Regions from separate parts of the Mus musculus genome. Here region 1 is linked to region 2. A link is a contact called in public Hi-C data. All regions are on one chromosome and are shown on one strand. The core of a region is the stretch at or near the end of the contact, and the rest is flanking DNA. Distances in the headings are between cores, read along the strand shown.

What was found. Hi-C and Micro-C count contacts between places; a contact is called where the count stands out from the background.
Region 1: a Hi-C map of liver shows a contact between it and region 2, with 2.1 times the contacts expected there. The contact joins the enhancer-like site here to the promoter of Mbd5 in region 2. A contact is called at or near these places in 9 of 39 promoter capture datasets (the 3T3-L1 cell line, 3T3-L1-derived adipocytes, the C10 cell line and 4 more), 3 of 484 Hi-C or Micro-C datasets (cortical neurons, liver and olfactory sensory neurons), 2 of 115 datasets of contacts at active chromatin or transcription factors (the SCID.adh cell line and bone marrow-derived macrophages) and 2 of 9 other capture datasets (adipose tissue and pancreatic islet).

The regions. Positions count from the first base shown.
Region 1 is chr2:49,095,590-49,100,500 of GRCm38.p6, forward strand. Mbd5 (methyl-CpG binding domain protein 5) reads left to right here. Exons shown (of 17, transcript NM_029924.2): 4 at 4,128-4,220. Among named protein-coding and RNA genes, the nearest start is that of Mbd5, 150 kb to the left of the region's middle. Within about 2 kb of position 1,357, at least 2 of the 459 cell types and tissues checked have an H3K27ac peak or open chromatin away from gene starts, as enhancers often do. A contact at or near this core is called in liver, where this site is marked.
Region 2 is chr2:48,946,861-48,951,399 of GRCm38.p6, forward strand. It overlaps Mbd5 (methyl-CpG binding domain protein 5), which reads left to right and starts at 2,648. Exons shown (of 17, transcript NM_029924.2): 1 at 2,648-2,689. Orc4 (origin recognition complex, subunit 4) reads right to left here and starts at 2,407. Exons shown (of 14, transcript NM_011958.4): 1 at 2,257-2,407.

The DNA.
Region 1 (4,911 bases), core at 107-2,606, 150 kb after region 2:
TTTTAGAAGAAGCAATACAAGGTCTCACAGGTTTTGATATACACACTTAGCTTAGGAACTTGGCTCATAGAAGTGCCTTTATGGTTTCCTGTACATGTGGATATATTGTGTTTTAATATTCATTCCATTCAAGAATATTTGTCATTTGCTTCTGGATTCTATCATGACTCATTTTTAATTTGTGGTAAGTTATTCAGTCTCTATGAGTTTGTATAGTTTCTGCTATTTCTGTTGCTCTTGATATCTAGCTTTAATTGATGGAAGTCAGATAGGCTACAGGGTGTTACTCAGTTTTCTTATATCTGTTGAGACTTGGTTTATATCCTAGTATTTGGGCGATTTAGGAGAAAGCAATGAGCTGATTAGAAGAAAGCAATATTCTTTAGTTTTAAATGGAATGTTTTGTAAATATCTGTTAAACCCATTTGATTTATACAGTTATTTAATTCTGTTCTGCTTGGTTTTTGTCTCAATGATCTCAATGATCCCAATGTCACCATCTATCACTGTGGCTGGGCAAGGAGCAGGGGTTTCGATATGTGGTTTTAGCCTGTAGTATAGTTTCTGTTTTGAACTTGGGTACTTTTATATTTGGTGCATAAATGCTTAGAATTATGAAATTATCAGTGGATTTTTCCTTAAATGAGCATTTGGTGTCCTTGCCTGTCTCTTCTGATTAGTCTTGGCTTGAAATCTTTTTGTCAAGTTATGAGAATAGCTATGTTTGCTTGCTTCTTGGATACATTTGCTTAGAATACATTTTTCCATTCTTTTTCCCCGAAGTGACATCTGTCATTGATGGTGACATTTGTTTTTTGGATGTATAGGACATATCCTCTTTTCTAATCCAGTTTGTTAGTCTGTTTGTTTTTATTGGGGAATTAAGGTCATTGGCATGGATTGTTAATAATGAGTACTGTTTATAGATTCCTATTATCATTTTTAACTCCCCCTTTTCTGTTGACAGTTCTGGGATTATTTATAACTTTTGTCTTCTTTGATATAGTTAACCCTTCAGACTGAAGCTTTCTTTCTAGTGCATTCTGTAGAGCTGATTTAGTGAACTGAAATTCTTTCAAAATTCAAAAAACTGGACCCTGAATTTCTTTTAGACAGGAATAATTCTGGGTCCAGTTTTTTGATGGTGGGTGAGTGGCCCCATGCTTTTTAAAAAGGAGGCATAGTTACTGCATACACAAAAACAAAGAAGTGGGTTTCACTAGTCTCAGTCAGCAGAGTCTCTTTGGGGCACAGTCTTCAGACTATAAACAGGGGAGAAAGCACAAACTGTCCATAATCACACTTGGATTAGAGGAAAGCTTTGTCATCCCAGTGAACTTCACCCAAGGAAGGCTTTGCCAAGTCTCATGGGGCTAAGGTAGTGTAGTACTTGGCATACACATGCCCATGTCAACAAGCATACAGTCACCTGGGTCATTTCTCTCTCCTCCCTCCCTCCTCCCTCCCCCCTACCTCTATCCCTCCTCCCTCTCCCCCTCTCTCTCCACCCACATATGAATGTTCTCTGTTACTTTGTTTAGAAATATGTTGCAGTTACTTTCTGAAAATCTGATTATACTAGAAGGTGATCATAACCCTAAATTAACTAGTTTCCCCAAAATAATGAATATAATGAAAGTATACCATTGGATTGGACATGACAGTACTATCTCTTTTCCCAGGGCTGGAAAGGTTAAGGTGTTGCATTACAAGGCCGCTTGCCCTTGCAGATGAGGGAACACTTCTATCAGGACCAGATTATTCCAACCAAAGAGTTTGTCCATATGGAGTGAATATTTTTAGAAAATACTGGTTAGGGAAGAAAAGGAAAAAATACTGCTTATTTTTACAAACATAATTCATTTGTTATTAGTTCTTTGTGAAGCCTAAAAATTATCAACATGAAAGGAACTTCAGTTCCTCTATATTTTAAATACAGTGCCTATTGAAGCCAGATTATGTATACATGCAGCAAAGGGCTGAAGAAAATGTTGTCAGTGGGCAAGATTCACAGTCACATTTGAATTTTTCTTTCTGTGGGTCATAGACATACCTAGTAGGGTCTTATGCTCTTTGCTACAAAGATGTCATAGTTACATTTGAACCATACTAATTCAAGGTCCATTGATAGAATAATTTAGAATAAACATTCTAATGGTCGTCACTCTATTAAACAGCAGTTTGCATATGCTCAGGTAAAATTATTCTCCTTCACAAAACAGTTCTAAACAGAAATCATCCATGGATTGTATGATTAAAATTTTTGTTAAAAAATTGGAGGCCTTTCTAAAGGAGGCATAATCTACAAATATTTTTATTTATTCAGATGTTTAATTACTATTACACTGAATTGCTGGGATTTTATTTTATTAATTAATTTCTTACTATGATAATGTATGGATTAAATCATTGAAAATGTAAATTAAAATGTTTTTAAAGTTACTTTTAGGATACATATGATTAGTATTTTGAAAATTGCATAGATGCTCTTCTATAGCTATGCAAGACAAGACAGCTATTGCATTACTACAGCTGTGGGAGACAAGAGAACAGGTGCACTACTACAGCTGTGGGAGACAAGAGAACATGTGCACTACTACAGCGGTGGGACACAAGAAAGCATGTATTTTCCTACACATTTCTGAATTTTATAATTAGATGTGTAGAAATATTTTAAGAAAGCATATTTTACAAGAAATTGGAAATATGCTAAAACTACAAATTTATATTTCAAGTTTCAGCCATATTTAATGGAATTTAAGGCATATAGAATACTGCATTTGGAATTAGTCTGTGACTTTTAATATAAACTGTTAGCATCATAAAATTTAAGTCAGAATCGCTCACAAACAACCTCACTTAGTATTTTCAGAAATATCTCAAGTATTTTAATGTATAGACACAAACACAGGAATCAATAGTAATGAATAAAAGCAACAATGGTACTGTATTCAAATTCATTTGTGTGTAACTTGAAACGTAGTATACTCTAAAACCACCTGCTAAAGAAATGGCCCTGTAAAATTAAATTTTCCTCCATGATTGTACTGTCAGGTAATAAGAACAAAGCTTTTTAGGTAAAGGGTATATTCTCTGGATAAATCCATTTGTCAATCACATTCATTATCTTTATAAAAACACTTTTTCTGCCAAGCTTTCCTAAGATGGTATAAAATACTGATTAGGGAATTCGTGTGATAAGAATAGAGTTTTAGTTTTTGCACAAGTCAGAAATTTTGAACTTAGTAATTTTTTTTATCTAGCTCTTAAAACAGGCCAAGTATAATTCAGATTATATTTTGTAAGAACTAGGAATAAGGAACAAATTTCTAACAGAACTAAGTAAATCTGGGAGTTGGAGAAGAGTCCCGGGTAGATGTCCAGTGACAAACAGTTAGCCCTGAAAATTTACGTAGAAATATTACATGGAATCAATAGGTCATATTTAAGATGTGTGTGTGTGTGTACAAACATATATGCATGCAATAACAATTGATGAGAAAAGAGGCCATGAATTTGAAAACAAGCTGAGAGGTATATTGGAGGGTTTGAAGGGAGGAAAGGGAAGAGGAAAATGCTGTAATTAAATTACAATCTCAAAATAAACCAAACATGTGCACAGAAACTGGATAGTTAAAAAGTACTATAGAAACTACTCCCCCTGTGACATGCATCTCCATCTACAGCAGGGGCTTAGGACAAGGCTCTGCCTGTAAGAGCTTGCCAATAAGCTCAGCAGCTTGAGCCCCATTGCTAGATTCCACATGGTGACAGGAGAGGACTGACTCCGGCAGGTTGTCCTCTGACCTCATAGTGCATAAATATAGGACATCCACCACACGCCACTCCAACCCAGTATACAATAAATTCCAAATGTATAAAAGAAGAGAGAGAAAATGCTAATAAAATCTGTGTTGAACAGAACTGCCTGAATTTTCTAAAGAGAAATTTCAATGTAATTTTTAGATTTGTTTATTTACTTAAAATAGACCTACCTTCTCCTTGCTTTAGATAATTAAATTAATTTATGTCTTTAATAAGAAATTCATAACTTGAAGATTTTTCTGTTTGAATAAATGAAACTCATTCATCTCTACACTTGCTCATGTGCTCTTGTTCTCTTTTAGGAGAGCATCAAAGATGTCCACTTCTGCCTCCGTAAGATAGCTATTGCAGGCTGTGTGGTGGAGAAAATACCTATAGAAATTAAGACACTCAAGGTAAGTAGAAAGTGCAGCCTCATAAGTAATTACTGTACTCACTCAGTTAGAGTTTAATTTGCCATTTTTTCTCCCGCATGGTCTTTCATTCAGAGTTATTGGCGTGTGACTGCTTACCTGTGTACACAACTACAAATCCCAGCTGTATCTGAAATTTTTCAAATGAGCTATACAAACCAGAAAAGGCATATTAAAATTTACTTACTACATTGGGACATTGTCAATATATGACCTAAAAAATGGGCCACTGTCCTTCATCTCCGGAAGGCTTGTAAAGTGAGATGAGGGGCTGTAAAACCAAACTTTAGTTATCTTTTTAATATAAATCAGAAATAGAGATATAAAACATTATTTTTCAATAGCAGTATAAAACTTAGATTTCATACAAAGTATACTTTTGTCACTATTTGAACCAGATACAACAGTTGATACAGCCTTTGAGGCAAGGGACTGTAACGACCTCCCTCTCCCCCATAATACTCTATTTTCCAGATTCCATTAGAGTACAAGTACTTCAAATCTGGTTTCTCTTAAAATTTTAATTAGCAATTAATGTTTTTACTAGGTTTGGGAGGGTTTTGGTTTTTTTGTTCTTTGTTGTATTGTTGTTTTGTGTGTGTGTGTGTGTGTGTGTGTGTGTGTGAACTTGGCCTCTTTTGTATTTCCATACCAAAAAAAATTTTTCTTTTAA
Region 2 (4,539 bases), core at 1,398-3,897:
CTATAACAATACATTTCAAGTGCTCAAAAGCCACATGGGGCTGGTGGCCAAGTTGAAACCCTATGTCCTGGAGTTAAAGCTAAATAGAAAGTTCAAGAAACAATAACAAGATATAAATTAAAAAAGTAACACTAGGCCGGGTGGTGGTGGCAGCGGCGGTGCACGCCTTTAATCCCAGCACTTGGAGGCAGAGGCAGGCGGATTTCTGAGTTCGAGGCCAGCCTGGTCTACAAAGTGAGTTCCAGGACAGCCAGGGCTACACAGAGAAACCCTGTCTTGAAAAAACAATAAAAAAAAAAAAAAAAGAAAAAAAAAGAAAAGAATGTAATATTACAAGAACAGATTATCTATCTGCCGCAATGCTACAAATCCTTATGGAAAACAGCAAAATAGAAAAAGAAACTATACAAAAGACTTTAAAAGGATGATTTAAAAGACAATTTCTGAATGAATAAATCCAAACAGCCAAGTTTCTGAAAACAGTCAATATCACCAGTACAGAACTTTACTCAACACAGAGCAAATTATAAAACTACCCTCATTAGATTGACAAAATTAAAAGCTAGTTGTTGGTGAGAAGGTACAAGTAAGGCTCGCTCACACCTGAGGCCGGGGGATGAGACAGCATGCCAGTCTAAATGTTTGGTGAAACTGAAGACAGCCACATACAACTCATAAAAATACATAGCTATATTCACATAAAATTATGTAGTATTCAGATCATTATTATGTAGCTATGTAGATCATTTAGTAGTAAAGAAATGAATACAAGTCAAAGTCCATTAAGACTAATGGTGGCTTAGTTATAAAAACAGTGCCTTTACCTTAGAAACTCTTACACCACAACAAAAAAATATATAAATTACAGCAAAATGTATTAACAGGGTCAAATCTCAGCCAGGTAAATAAAGGGTCCGACTTAATAGGGTGTGTGAACTACCTACCTACAAGCAGATAAAAAGAGGCCAATTGAGAATTTGTTTAGAAGCGCTGACATACATTTTTACTAAAAGAAAAGCAGTGAATCACAAGAATCAAGATAATAGTAAGGTGGCACCAGAGGAAGAGAGGCCTGGAAGCAATTAGTGGGCCTGTTCCTGCCAGCTGCTACCCATGTTTTGGTTCTTGATTCATAGTGGTTACAGGTTATGTATGCTACAGTCGTTCTCTACATCTGTGTTTTGTGCAGTTTCCCACACACTTAGGCCATTACACAAAACAGGATTTAAAAGTTTTACCTAGGTCATAATAGTTTTCTATAAGAAGATTGAGACTTGGTTTTCTAATAAAAATTTTAGGGCACTGGAGTTTTGTTTTGAACCCATCTGACATAATTACCTCCCTAGGACGAAGGAAAAAAAAAAAAAAGCACCGTGCAATGGATACATTAAATAGCGTACTGTATAGACTTGCACCAAGAACAATTCGGGAAAATGTGTAACTTTTAACAGACTGAATCCTACTGAGCAGAACTAAAATAGTTAAGACTAAGTAAGAGTAAGTGCGAAGATCTCCGATTTTGAATTTTTTTTAATGTAACTTGGATTATTAAAGACGAGGTAATAGTCCTCCGATGTATCTTGACAAAAACCAGCTAAAAGACTAACGAAGAAAGTTAAAATGAAAAAGAAGCCGTTATTTCACTATAAAAAAAAGAAACACCCAGACAAAAAGCTTTCTCTTTAGCTCCACAAGAAAAGAATATTTCAAGGCTTTTCTTTTTTAGTGACAAAACTCTGTATGAAAGACCAAACAATCCCAAGCATCCTCAAACGGGCAGTCTTTTGTGTTTGCAGCATTAAGGCAGAGAGCATGCAGGGAGCCCTCACTCAGACCTTTCCTGCCCGTTCCTTGCCTACATGCCTACAGCTTCTCCAAAATCCCAAAGAAAACAGAAAAGTCAGGAAGGCAGGATGTGTATGAGCAAGGCTACCGCAGAAGCTGATCAAAAGGCACACATCTGGTTAGGTTTTTCCAAATATGTCGCACGCTCTAAAGCAGGTAGTGCTTCTCTCTCTGCAGAGAACCTGACCTCTCAACACTGCCCAATCATGTTCCTCACCCAAAAGCCTTCTGTAGCCCGTCTCTGCTGAGCTCTGTGCCCGCTTCGTCCACAGCAGCTCCCGGAAGCCGAGAGCCAGGGGCAGGCCTCCTGCTTTAGGCCTACCCGGCCTGCACGAGCCTCCCACTCCCCTCAGATTGTCCACCCGCCCGTAGCCACTGCGGCCCTCACCTTGCCTACGAGACCGGCCTTACCTCTCCCAGTCAAGCCTGCCTAAATCGGGCAAAGCCGGCCGCCGCCGACGGTGAGGACCGAAGGATGTTCACCACCTTCTCAGTCCCGCTGCTCCTACTGCAGCCCACCGCGCACAGCAACTCCCAGCATGCACGGCGACCGGCCGGCTTTGGCGGCCCCGCCCCCGCTCCGCCCCACCACGTGACCTGCTTTCAGGTCGGTCCCCGCCTACTTCCGTCCCTCCGCTCTCCCAGAGGAGGGAGGAGGCAGCTGGGGCTGCTCTAGAGTAGCAACTTCCTCCCTCTTCCCGCCCCCGCCCGGCTACCCCCTGCTTACAATGGCTTCCGGGTCGCCAGCGCCTTGGAGCCTTCTGGGAAAACCATCTCATTTCCTCCCCTCCCCCTCCTCCTTGCCTTCCACCAACCAGCCTCCCGTCAGAACGGGACATGCGCAGTGAGTGCCTCCCGTCTCGTCTCCCCGAGCCCCCCCTCCCCCCCAAGCAGAGAGACCCCAGCAGCAGCAGCAGCTGATGATGAAGAGAGAGGCAGTGGCAGAGGGGGGGCACCTTTTATTTCTATTTTTAAAGGGACAGGACACTAATTTTACCCCACTTCAACCTTGAATTGAGGGGGGTGGGGGGAAGGCGGCCGAGTTCCTCCCCCACCCTCCAGCTCTGAGCCCCGAGTGGGGGAATTGAGCCTGAGAGAGGAGAGGAGTTTCTTCTTCTTAGAAAAACCCCCATCCACGACTCCTACCCGCTCAGCCCTCCACACGCCTGCTTCCAGAGCCCCCTCCACCCTCCTTCTCTGTGGCCGGGAGAGAAGGAGAGAAAGAGACCAAAAGCCTCTTAGCAACACAGACCCTTGGCTGCTGCTGCTGCTACTGCTGCTGCTGCTGCTGCTGTTGCTGTTGCTGCTGCTTGGCCCTGGCTGAAGACATCTCCCTACACCGGGAGCAGCCACTTCCCCAGCTCTCCTCCTCCTCCTTCGCCTCCTCCTCCTCCACTCCCCCCCTTTATTACCCTTTGTGTCATCCTCCACAGCTCCAGGGAAGGCACTCAAAAGTGGGGGGCAGGAAAGGTAAGTGTGTCTGTGGGGGCTCCATTGCCTTCCTCTGGCTCTGACTTTCACTCCGGGGCAGCAGTAGCACCAAACCTCATACGCAGTGGAGCTCCGGGGTGAGGAGGGGGTGGTGCTGGGGGGGGGGGGAGTGAAGGAGGGGCGGGAGTGAGGAGGGGTGTGTGAGGTGGGGTGTCCACCCTGTCAGGGAAGGAAGGACACTTTTATTTTTATTTGCTGTTGTCAAAAGTGCTTTCTCCAGCTAACATCTGATTGTGTCTTGCTTCACTGGGGGAGAATACAAAAACAACCCCCTCCTTCCTCCAATGAGGCGCCAGGGAAAGAGACAGAAAAGAGGCATACTTTCTGGATGTCACTTAAAAAATTACGTTTGGAGAGATTTTTTTTTCCTCTTTCCTCAGGAAAAGCTGCCTGCATTTGTTTCTGAGTGGGAAAATGTCGGGATCTGAATTGTGTTGGAACTGCTTTAACCAGTTGTAGACCTGAGTGTTTCTCTCTCTTTGCTTGTCTGTGGCTTGGATATTGACTTTAGTGTTGAAAGACTTGACTGGTTTTACGTTAGGTGTTTAGCTTCTCCATTTTTCATTTTGTCTGAATGGCATAGCGAATTTCAAATTTTACTTCATAAGGCCTTTGGTTGGATTTTACACTTGTCTCTCTCTCTCTCTCTTTTTTTTTTTTTGTAAAAAATATTTGCTTCATGTTTGACTATATATTTAAAGCTTAAAATGCTTAAAGTTTAAATGCCATTGGTATTCTCTTTTCCCACATACCTTTCTGGTATTCATTTTCCACAACATGGAAATATTAGATATTTCATAACTAACTTTTCCCCCTCTAATCGTTGTAACTTGTCTGAACAAGTAATCCCCATTGAAAACTTTATGTTGTTCTTGCTGCATAGAAGGCCAGATATCCCCATCAATATTTTGCTGGATTGGTATCACTTCAGTTTTAACTGAATTATTTATTTACTGTTGTAAACCGAGAAGAGGTTTTCATCTCAATTTTTGTTGTGAACAAATTGTTCACATATGTAACAAAATTAATTTCCAAAATAAACTTTAATGAGTTAAAAAATCATGAAGTTGTAGTTTGTTATAGTTGGCAACAATCGAAAGGTAAATCTAGATTTAGATTTATAGAGTAGCAGTCTTGATTAAAAATAACTATTCTGTATTCCTATATGATATATTCTTATGGCTTTCATTTTATAGTGCTATA